2 separate regions of the Mus musculus genome follow, and region 1 is linked to region 2. The links are chromatin contacts, called in public Hi-C maps. All regions are on one chromosome and are shown on one strand. The core of a region is the stretch at or near the end of the contact, and the rest is flanking DNA. Distances in the headings are between cores, read along the strand shown.

Region 1 (5,406 bases), core at 2,283-4,782, 160 kb before region 2:
GCACGGACACATGTATCAGAAAACCTCATCAAACCAGGAGCTCTGTCTAATCTTACTCTGTGACATTCCACAGGACACCATGCTGTACCTTACAGGTATTAGATTTGCAAAAGCATTTGGCACACCTAATGCCCCACCACATCTCACATCCCATCACAACCCTGTCGTGCTTTCCATCACAGGAGCAGGGTCACAGCTCCCACCTAGAAAGGCACAGACCTCTGTTTCCTTCTTTGCTTTAGGGAGAAGAGGAAGGGAAAGAAGAGGCAGAAGAGGAGGAGGAGGAGGAGGAGGAGGAGGAGGAGGAGGAGGAGCAGCAGCAGCAGCAGCAGCAGCAGCAGCAGCAGCAGCAGCAGCAGCAGCAGGAACAGGAGGCAAGGAGCCTCTAGGTGCTCTCTTGCCTGCATCCAGCCTTATCAGCCCCAACAGCTCCGATGAAGGCAGGTAGCACCTGAGCACAGGCTCCAGGTCTGAGGTTTGATTTGTTCCATATCTGTCCTGAAATCAGTGTCCACTCACTGCCGCCTCCTCGGAATGCACCAGGTCCTTGTTACGGCTCTGCTAACAGATCCCTTAGCCAGCAGCTTTCTTTTCTATATCTGGAAGGGGCAAAGCCCTTGGAAAAGAACATCGAAGGCTGGAAGAAACAGACCTGAAGGAATCATCTAGTTGAATGTCCCATGATGCCCCTGTCCCTCTCTTTTCCTGACTCCCTCCTGTTTATCTAGTTTTTCCTGTTGTGACTGTCAATGAACAGCAAGCTTTTCCCAGCACGCAAGAGTTGAAAGGAAGTACAGGCCCACTCTCATCCCTTCACACACAAGGGGAAACTGAGGCACAGAGGTTGAGGACTATCTGCGTATGTGCTCCGGTTGGTTGGGATAGAGCAGGCGGTCCTGACACGCCTCATGAAGCATTCCTCCAGTGGCTGCCCCTCGCGCGCCTCCTTGTTCACGTTAGTCAAGAAATGCTACTTGCATTCAGAAGGCACGTCCAATGCGAACCACTCCGGAGATTATATTTCAAAGATTGATAGACATGGCTTTCGCATTATCTGCTGTTTCGGATTAGCTATGCTGTGGCTTCATTCTTTGGGGCTGATATTGGGGGTGGGGAAGCCAATTTTGAGTCCCTCTTCGAAGCCTTGAGCTTTAGCCTGTGAGACTGGGCCTAGGCGGGACAGGGGGATTCATTCTATATTTTCAGTCTGTCAGGAGATTTCATTGTTTAAACAAACATTTCAATGAAGCTATCCAGCTGGGCAGTGATTTATGGCTCTGGCTATAGTTTTTCCCCAACAAAGATAAACAATCCTGCAACTCTTGGGACTGGGACTCCTGGTTCTAATAACTTGGAGCTGGCTGGACCACGCCAGCCATCGCCTGGTCTGGGGTTTGGTTAAGATCTGTTCACACTGGTCCTGCGGCTGAGCCACAAACCTTGGGGGACCATGTTGTGCTTGGAAGCTGGAACTACCTCTAGGGCAGGAGAGAATGGCAGAAAGGAGAGAAATAGCTCAGGGGTGGGGGTTTCCGGCCCACTCCTCTCTTCCTGTAGGGCATTAATGATCTGTGTTCTGCTGAGTAGATATTTGGTATTTCAGTAAAAGAGCTTCTATTATTGTTGTTGTTATTGCAGTATTTATTTATTTTGTATATGTAGGCACGGAAGTCAGAGGACAGCTTGTGGTAGTCAGTTCTCTGCGTCCACCACGTGGGTCCTGGGAATCAAACTCCGGTCATTAGGCATGGAAGCAAGTGTCTTCTCACCAGCACTGAGTCTCATGCCACCCTAAGTTTCTTATCTTGTCTCTATTGGTAGTGGCACATGGTTTCCTTCCGTGGCGTTATACCAGGTTACACACTGTGTCTGTGTTTGTAGAATCCTCAGCTCTGGTCTATAAGCTCAGATCTGACCAATCAAAGTAACACATTCTTGCGGTCATTGCTGTTGGTCAAGGAGATAGAGGATCATCTTATCCTATGAAGAAGGGAAAAAAGCAGCCAGGGCTGCTGGGAGAAGCAGTTCCCTGAGATGTTATGGTATGACGTCAAACACTTAGGGTGGAGATCTGAGGGATGGAGAGCATCTACCCCCCTCCCCCGTCTCTTCTTTTGAGCGGAAGTAGGCTTTGACTTGCAGCTACCCAAAGGGAGCCCATATTTACTATTGGGCACAGCAAGAGACCAGCTAGGAGTTCCAGACCAGCGTCTGGCTTGCACAGCTTAGCCCCCAGTCTGACTACTTGTGTGTGTGTCTCACCTCAGCAGAAGGTGTGGAGCTGAGGCAGAGGCACACGCAGCTCACATTCACCCTTCTCCACAGAGTTCTTGGTGATGTTGAAGGAGACACACACCAATGATCTAAGGAAATTCAGATGCATGTCCCGAGAGAAGAAGCAAAAACAAAAATGCTTGAAAGAACACCGTGATTTGGTGGAGACATCACAGAGAAGGGTGTTTGGTGGGTGAATCTTGAAAAATTAGGGTACTTTTGATGGGCAGAAGAGATGGGCAGAAGGTTTGGCCAGAGGATGAAAGGGTGTGGTGAAATGGGGAGGCAGGTGGGGCGACTTAGGGGATGTTGAGAAGTGGAGTTGGGTAGAGGTTAGAGCACAGAGAGCCAGCAACCAATGAGATAAGTTGGTGTTATCATCAGATACCTGCAGTGGGAAGCTCGCTCAGTTCAATGGGCGATGAGGAGCTACTGAACCCCGTTGACCTGGGAGGCGTCCTTCTAGGAGTTCCTTCCCATGGCAGCAGGGAGAGAGTAAATATGGAAAGAGCCCACTGAAGTAGCGCAAGGGGCGTCTTGTGTTGTTCACAGGGCAGGGAGCAGCGGGTTCTGTCTGTTCACCTCTGGGTGTGTGAGCTTCTGACACAGAACTCAAGTCCAAAAGCCACAGAAGGGAAAGCTGATATGTTCATATAAATAAAGATTCGAGAGTTCTACATGCTCCAAATTCCCTAAACAAAGTCAAAACACGAGGCCATGCCGGCAAAATGCTTGTTACACCAATGCTACACGGCTACTTCCTAAATGTATAGAAAGCTTACCTTGCAGAAAGACCAATGCATGCAGCCACATATATATGTATATATTCAAGGGCTTGTATGAATGTATATATAATGCATATACATATGTATTATATATGTCTATACGTGTGTGAGCATGCTCTCTCTCTCTCTCTCTCTCTCTCTCTCTCTCACACACACACACACACACACACACACACTCTCTCTCTCTCATATGCATCAGACACACCAGAAGAGGACATCGGATCCCATTACAGTTGGTTGCGAGCCACCATGTGGTTTCTGGGAATTGAACTTGGGACCTCTGGAAGAGCAATTGGCGCTCTTAACCACTAAGCCTTCTCTCCAACCCTTTACAGTGTGTGTGTGTGTGTGTGTGTGTGTGTGTGTGTGTGTGTGAGACAGTGCACAAGTTGAGGTCAGAGTACAAGTGAGAGTCAGTTCTCTCCCTCTATCATGTGAGTTCCAGGAATTGAACTCAGTTCATCAGGCAACTTTAAGCGCTGAGCCATCTCATTGGCTATTAAGATTTTATTGATCTGATACAGGAAGTGTGAAAAGTTCCCTACTTCCCTGCCTCCCCCCACCCCCAAACTTAATCCAGTCATTTCAGGTAGGTTTTAAGGCAGAACAATGGGAACCTAATGGAGTTTGGATGAGACTATCTTAAATCTTCTTTAAATGACAAAGAGCAGCACGGGGCTCCTGGAGGAGGAGGGGTTGGGACAGGAACTCAATCAGAGCCAGTGGGAAGACCAGAGGCAACAGGGTCAGAGCCAAGGCTCAAGGATCAATAAAGGCCAGGCCAGGAGCATGCAGGAATTGATGGGTGATTTACTGATCTGTCCTTTCAGGTGCTCTGCTCGCCATGACTGGCTTTAGGTGGGCAATTCTAGTTTCAATTGAGAAAGAGGATGGGATGCATAATTCAACTTAAGCACACACACACACACACACACACACACACACACACACACACACAGACACGCACGCAAGTTCAGTGCTTGCTCTGCTCACTATGAGGCATAGGAGCAGGACACAAACACAATCACAGACACAAACCCATCAGGACCCAATGCGATGTGTGGAACAGTAGAAGAAAAGACTCCCAGGGCATTGCCAAGGAGAGAGGACATATCTGCTCACTCTAACCAAGAGCAGGCTTGGTGACGAGGCCACCCAAGTCAAGGCTGGGTTTTAAGAATGAGTAGAAGGAATGTGTATGTCTTCATTCCAGTTAAAGTAGGTCTGTGTTATGACTGAGACGAGTCCTTTCAGCTGCTGGTCTTTATGGGGCTTGGAGATTCCTTTCAGGAGGTGCCTGGGAGTTGGAGATGGTGCTGTGAGGTTTGAGGGTCTTGCCCACCTTCTTTTTAATAAGGATTTTGGTATCTTTCGACATTGTGGGGGTGGGGGCTGGATGAGGAGAGGACCGTTTGGCTCTCAAGGTGGTTGTGAATAAAGGAGGTGCTAATGAGCCCACCAGGAAAGACCGCTGGTGGGGTCGGGTCGCTGTTGAGAGATGGAGGTGTGACCTTCTCAGAGGCTCATGGTCAGCATGCTCAATGTGTGAGCCTCACTCTCACATCCAGGACTGTCCCTGGACCCACCAGCTCTCTGCTACCATCCCCCCTTCTTTCTCCTCCTCCCTGTATCATTTCGGAGGACTTATTGTTGTTTATTGTTAGGGGTATAGAGGATGGGTGGAGAAGAGCCCTATTCACCCCCACCCCCACTTCGCTAAATGCCTCTCATAAATACTTTTTAATCTTGTACAGACATCAAAGTGTGTCTTCTTTTTCTCCCTATCACATCTCTTCCTGGAGGCAGAGGACATCCAGCAGTCTGGCTGCCTCACTAAGGGGAGGGATGGCGATCAAGAAGACAGATGCAAACCCCTGGGGGGGGAAAAAGTCAGTCATTATCTCAAAACGGCTTCCTGTGGCATTAGAGAGGTTGGCCTTGAGACCTCTGTCCAATGGTGGTGGCTGCACATGCGACTTGCAAGAGAAGTGCTGAGTGTGACCGACTTAGGGATTTTTCTAACAACCATGTAAGGGATGTCCAGCTAGTTGTATGGGTGCTTGGATCCAAATTCTAGCCCTCACAGTTGCTCAGAAAGTACTCTTAACCTTTGAGCCATCTCTCTAGCTTCGTTCTTCTTCCTTGTTCTCGTCCCTGTCCTCCTCTTCCTCTTTTTCCTCCCCCTCTTCCTCCTCCTCTTCTTTCTCTTCTTCCTCCTTCCCTCCCTCCTCCTTCTTCTTGGAGATCTCTCATAACCCAGTCTGACCTTGACCTTGCTCTGTAATGGAGACAACCTTGAATTTTCTGATCCTCCTACTCCCCCAAGTGCTAGGATCACAAGCATCCG
Region 2 (5,292 bases), core at 261-2,760:
AGTAAGACCTAGTCTGAACTGGTCCCCAGACCCTAGCAAGCACCACACTGGATAGCATCATGTAACACACATACTGGTGACTCAGAGACATCTCATATCTTGTTTGATGATATGATAAGACAGCCATTTGTGCTGTCCTACAGATACTTACCTTTTATGTGTATATATATATATATATATATATATATATATATATATATACTTGATTTTTTAACTTTTTCAGTATGAAGCATCTTTTTTCACAGGACACCAATGAACTGTGCGTTGGCTTAGCGCTCTTTAGGGTACCCTTCTGAAAGTGATACCACAGACAGAGGATCTAGTTGCCTGGAAGGGTGACTACTCCTTCCAGTACTAAACTCAGATTACCCTAGAGGATACTCAATAAAGAAAACACTGTGGAATGTAATACACAATTCCTCAACACCCTAGGTAGTCCACTGTAATGATGCTCTTCCAGGGACTGTTTCTTATAAGGACATAAAAAAAGATGCTGATGGCATCATACCAAAAACAGTTTAGCAAAAGCAATTCTGTTGGGGCTGGTCTGACGCACTCCAGGTACCTGTGTTTTAGCAGCTCGGCAGAACCAGAGATCAGCGTTGGAAAATCTGGAAGTGTGGAGAACTGCTTATCCTTCAAGCATTCTTCTTGGAATAGTGTTATTTCTCAGCGGGTCTCTTACATAAATATTTAGTAGTGGGACTTCAAACTGAAGTCCCTCGATAGCTTGAAGGCACTGTTCTTTGTTATCCTTTGAGTCTTGAGTCACGTGTCTTAGCTGACTATACAAGCCGGGGTGAGTTCTCCATCACCATCCACCAGCAAGACAAGGACTATCTTCTGAGGTTGCCCAGAGGTTTATTGTGTAAATGAATGAGCCAACCAGGCCCCCAAAGCCAACTTCATTTACTGTGGCTGAAGTAATGCCCATAGCTAAGCATGTTTAAGATTGGTCTAACCAGACCCTTGCCCTGGCCAAATAAAATCTTGGCAAAACACCTGAGAATGCCTGGCTTTGAGCAATGCTACTGTCAGGATCCCATCCAACACAAACGCTGTGTTAGTGCCAAGGTAACTGGATGAAGTAACTTGTACTGGGTCGTTATTTATAAATCAGAGAAAATGCAGAGTGCCTATCAGAGACAATATATTAGTTTTAGGACAGTTGGCTTATGGGTGGGTGTTTTTTCTAGAAATAATTGGCTAGCATGGCAAATTTATTTTCGGGTCACATCTAATTTGAGGTAATGAGACGTCATGTCCCTGTACAGGAATGTCTGGCTTTTGTCGTGGATGACAGCAGGGAGGTTGGGGCTGACATCAAGATGCCTGAAAGATCATTAGGAGACAAGCCAGAGAGAAATGATTTCAGAGCGTGTCCCTATTGTACATATCTGGACACCTTTTTAACGCCCAGAAGCCCAACCCACTGACATACTCATTCGACAGAGCGGGTTCTATCTAGAGAGGCATCCTAACCTCAAGTTGTCCCAGCAGCCCAGGCCAGGGTCCACTCACTTCAGGCCAAGAGTAGTCGCTCATCATCCGATATGCTCCAGAGGGTTGAGCATTACGGTGGTGTGGGGTGGGATAACACAGCTAACATCTGCATGCCTCTGACATGTGTGCATTTGATTTTTTTTTTCTTGGTGAAACATGAATTTCTTTTGCGACAGTGTTAAAAACCCAGAGTGGAAAAGGAGACTCTTAACAGCCACGAGTATTTGCATTCTGTTTTCCATCTTGGAGGTGAGAAGAATTGTGTGTGTGCATGCGAGGAACAGATGCTTCAGTCCCCAAAACTCCCTGCCTAAGCCAAGTCCTGGGGCAAGTGAAAAGGGTTAATGTTTGGACAAAGAGACAACTGGAGAAGTTAGGGTGAAATTTCATTCACATAGTTCTCTCTCTCTCTCTCTCTCTCTCTCTCTCTCTCTCTCTCTCTCTCTGTATAAAGTTAGTATATAATAAATGAAACATTGTCAACAGAAGGGGGAATAGATTATTTAATAAATGAGATAGGGTTTACTGAACATTTAGGGAACAATGCTGACTCTTCTTCCTCCACCATCTATAAAAATTAATTCCAGAGAGAACAAAGAGCTAAACTGGAGAAGCACCTCTGGAGTTGGAGCTGTAGCTCATGGGTAGTGATTGTTTAGTATGTGTGAGGTCCTTGGTTCCATTCCCTAGCACTGCAGATACTACAAAAAATAGCAACACTAACACAGGCAAATGTAGGTGAATATTTCATTAATCTTGGAAGTAGCCAAGGAAACCTCAAAGAAAGAATTTGTTGCTTTTGGCTACATAAAAATAGAAACTTGTTTGTCAAGCTAAAGAGAACACCAAGGAAACAAGTCCAAGGAGAGCCTGCTGACGAGACAGTGTAACTTCTCAGCAGAGAAGGAACTGAAACTAAGTATCATACCTGCCGGAAGCTACAATGCATAACAGGTAACTGTGATTGGAGACAGAGAGTAACCACAGAGCATTATTGTAGTCAAGAGAGTTGGCTATGCATCCCTGAAGGCATGGGGAGGGTTGTATTTTAAAGTGTTTTATGAGGATAAAATTAAAAATACCTGGAATGCCCATCTATGGGAATAGCTCAGAATAAGGTTGTATGTTTCTGAACTTAAAAAAAACATGGGAGAAACACTGAGACACAGCCATGCGGGAAGCTGCAAGCGGCTGTGGCACACACATGGTAGGACTCCTACGTTCATATAGGTTCATAGATTTGGAAGAAACAGCACACTGGGTGTCTGAGCCCTCTCTTGCTGAGAACATATTAATATGGTGGGCTGGGAAGGATCTGTGGAGAGGATGGGAAGGGGCTGTGGAAAAGCTGGGGAGAGGCCCAGGAAGGGCGGGGGAGGGGACAGGGAGAGGTTGGGGCGAGGCCAGGGAGGGGCTGGGGCAGGGCCAGGGAGGGGCCAGGGCCGGGCTGGGGAGGGACCAGGGAGGGGCTGAGGAGGGGGAGGGCGGGGCGGGGGGTTGTGGAGGGGCCAGGGAGGGGCTGAGGAGGGGTTTCGGAGAGGCTGGGGAGATGCTAGGGAGGCAAATGTCTACTTTTGCTTTTACCAGGTTCTTTGTTGTTTAACTCACACATCTACATTCATGCGTGTTCCTGTGTCGCCTTTATGGTTTTTTTTAAACTTAAAATATAGACAAGAAGACAAGAACATGTTGTTATATGACTCAGACATGGAAACTGAGTGAGGTAGGGCTGAGGAGGAGGCTCAGTGGATTTGCCTCAGAAGCCTGGGGACCCCAGTTCAGTGTTTGGAGCTCACAGAAAGGGAAAAGGGAGGCTCACTTCACAGAGTTGTCCTCTGACCTCCGCGTGGGTGCTGGGTGTGTACGCTCCCCGCATAATGATAGATACATAAATTAAACGGGTGCATTGCTCTGCCTTTTCATTTACGCGTTCTCTCAGTAAATATTGTATTGTCTTGCCATTCTGCGTGCCTGATATGAAAGCTAGAGGAATATTGTATACAGAAAATAGTTTATTAAACCACTTCATTAGGGGCTCTGGTCATCTCAGGTTGGCATAACGAAATACCAGAAGTAGAGGGCGTATGTAATAGAGATTCGTGTTCCCACAACTCTGAAGGGCTCATCTCTCCCCCTTGTAGATGGTCATATTGAGAGAGTGGGCACGTGTCCTCCATCCACACAGATAGGGGCTTCTATCTAGGATGTTGGCTGGGTGGGGAGGGTGCAGAGCTGAGAAACATTTGGTTGACTGACGATCTTATCTTAGGAGGTTAAAAACTGAATTATGAATATGTATAGATCAGACCCTTCCTCAATTGCTTACAACACTGTTTTTTTTTGTTTTGTTTTTTTTGTTTTGTTTTTTTTTTTGAGACAGGGTCTCTCACTGAACTCAGAGCCTGCCAATTTGGCTAGACTGGCTGGCCAGCAAGCTCTGGAGTTCTGCCTGTCTCTGTCCCTAGGGTTACTGGCAGAGGCCACTGTATTCATTTGATTTTTTTTTTTTTTTTTTGGTGGTGGTGGTGGTCAAATTCATATTGTCATGGTTGCAGAAGTATTTTATCCATCGATCTAGCCCCCAGAGGGAACTTCTCAATTTTAAAATTTTATGTGTTTGGGTGTTTTATCTGCATACATGTATGTGGACTACAAGCATGGAGTACCTTCTGAGGCCAGAAGAGGGCGCCAGGCTTCTGGAACTGGAACTGTAGATAGAGGTGAGCTATACTACATGGATGGTGGCAATCAAAACCCAGGTACTCTGGAAGAGCAGCCAGTACTCTTCTTCACAGAAGCCATCTTTCCAGACACCCAAAATGAACTCCTGGCACCATCATATCCACCTTCAGAGTATAAAATGGGAGACAGTGAGGAGGAGAAAAGACCAGGAAAGGGATTTAGGGCTCTGGCAGCCCTGTGCCTCATTCCCTACTATGTGTGTGTGTGTATATACACATGTGTGTAAGAATACATGTGCATGTGTGTGTGAGTGTGCATAGACATACATAGATATGCATGTTCATGTGAATGTGTGTATGTATATGGACATAGATGTGTGTCATGTGGGTGCTTGTGTGTATGTGTGTATACATATGTGTGTACGTGTGCATGAGTGTGTAAGTACAGGTGTGTGTGGGGAAGGGAGACAAAAGACATAGGAGATAAACCCTCTCCCCTTCCCACCACAGACTTGCAAGTGACAACCCAGTGTGGGGAAGCGACATGCTGTAAAATCAAATTATAAGACGTGATGATTACACGGAAATTGGCATTCATTCAGATCACCACACTGTACCTATTGTTCATCACGTCAAGTGACTCAGAGTGTCACAAGATTGCACTTGAAGTGATGGGTGAGCCGGAGCTTTTATTCAGCAATAGACAGAGTCGATCCATGTACAATCCTGATTAAAGAGAAAACTGGGCTCTGACTACATCATCCAACATGAAGCAAGAAGCCAAAGTATAGAGTCCATGCAAAGGGAGGAGGGTGGGGCGGGTGGTGTGGGCTTCACAGTAGATGACTGGAGCTTTCCCCATAAATGTGATCCTTTGAGCAAGCAGGAGTCTGCCCAGGCCTAGCTGCATTTGTGAACTTGGAGATTCACCAAGACCCCCTGGTGTGCCCTCTGTGGATGCCAAACGGTTTACGATGCTGTATTTTGGAAGGTTTTTCCACTTTAAAATTGTGCCTTGGCACCTAAAGGATTAGTCTCCATCTATCTAGAAAATGAAGCTGTCTCGGTGGAATGCACATGAGAGTGCTTTGAGGTTTTGCTAACCCAT

Evidence for each region. A called contact is a pair of places that touch in the nucleus more often than the background predicts.
Region 1: a Hi-C map of liver shows a contact between it and region 2, with 4 times the contacts expected there. The contact joins two enhancer-like sites. A contact is called at or near these places in 1 of 15 datasets of contacts at CTCF or cohesin (the NIH/3T3 cell line), 8 of 484 Hi-C or Micro-C datasets (ECoMG myeloid progenitors, the HL-1 cell line, the N1E-115 cell line and 5 more) and 2 of 115 datasets of contacts at active chromatin or transcription factors (bone marrow-derived macrophages and embryonic basal ganglia).

What each region holds. Positions count from the first base shown.
Region 1 is chr17:83,246,952-83,252,357 of GRCm38.p6, reverse strand. No RefSeq gene overlaps it. Among named protein-coding and RNA genes, the nearest start is that of Gm24240, 20 kb to the left of the region's middle. Within about 2 kb of position 3,532, at least 5 of the 459 cell types and tissues checked have an H3K27ac peak or open chromatin away from gene starts, as enhancers often do. A contact at or near this core is called in liver, where this site is marked.
Region 2 is chr17:83,085,794-83,091,085 of GRCm38.p6, reverse strand. No RefSeq gene overlaps it. Among named protein-coding and RNA genes, the nearest start is that of Gm19689, 10 kb to the right of the region's middle. Within about 2 kb of position 1,510, at least 7 of the 459 cell types and tissues checked have an H3K27ac peak or open chromatin away from gene starts, as enhancers often do. A contact at or near this core is called in liver, where this site is marked.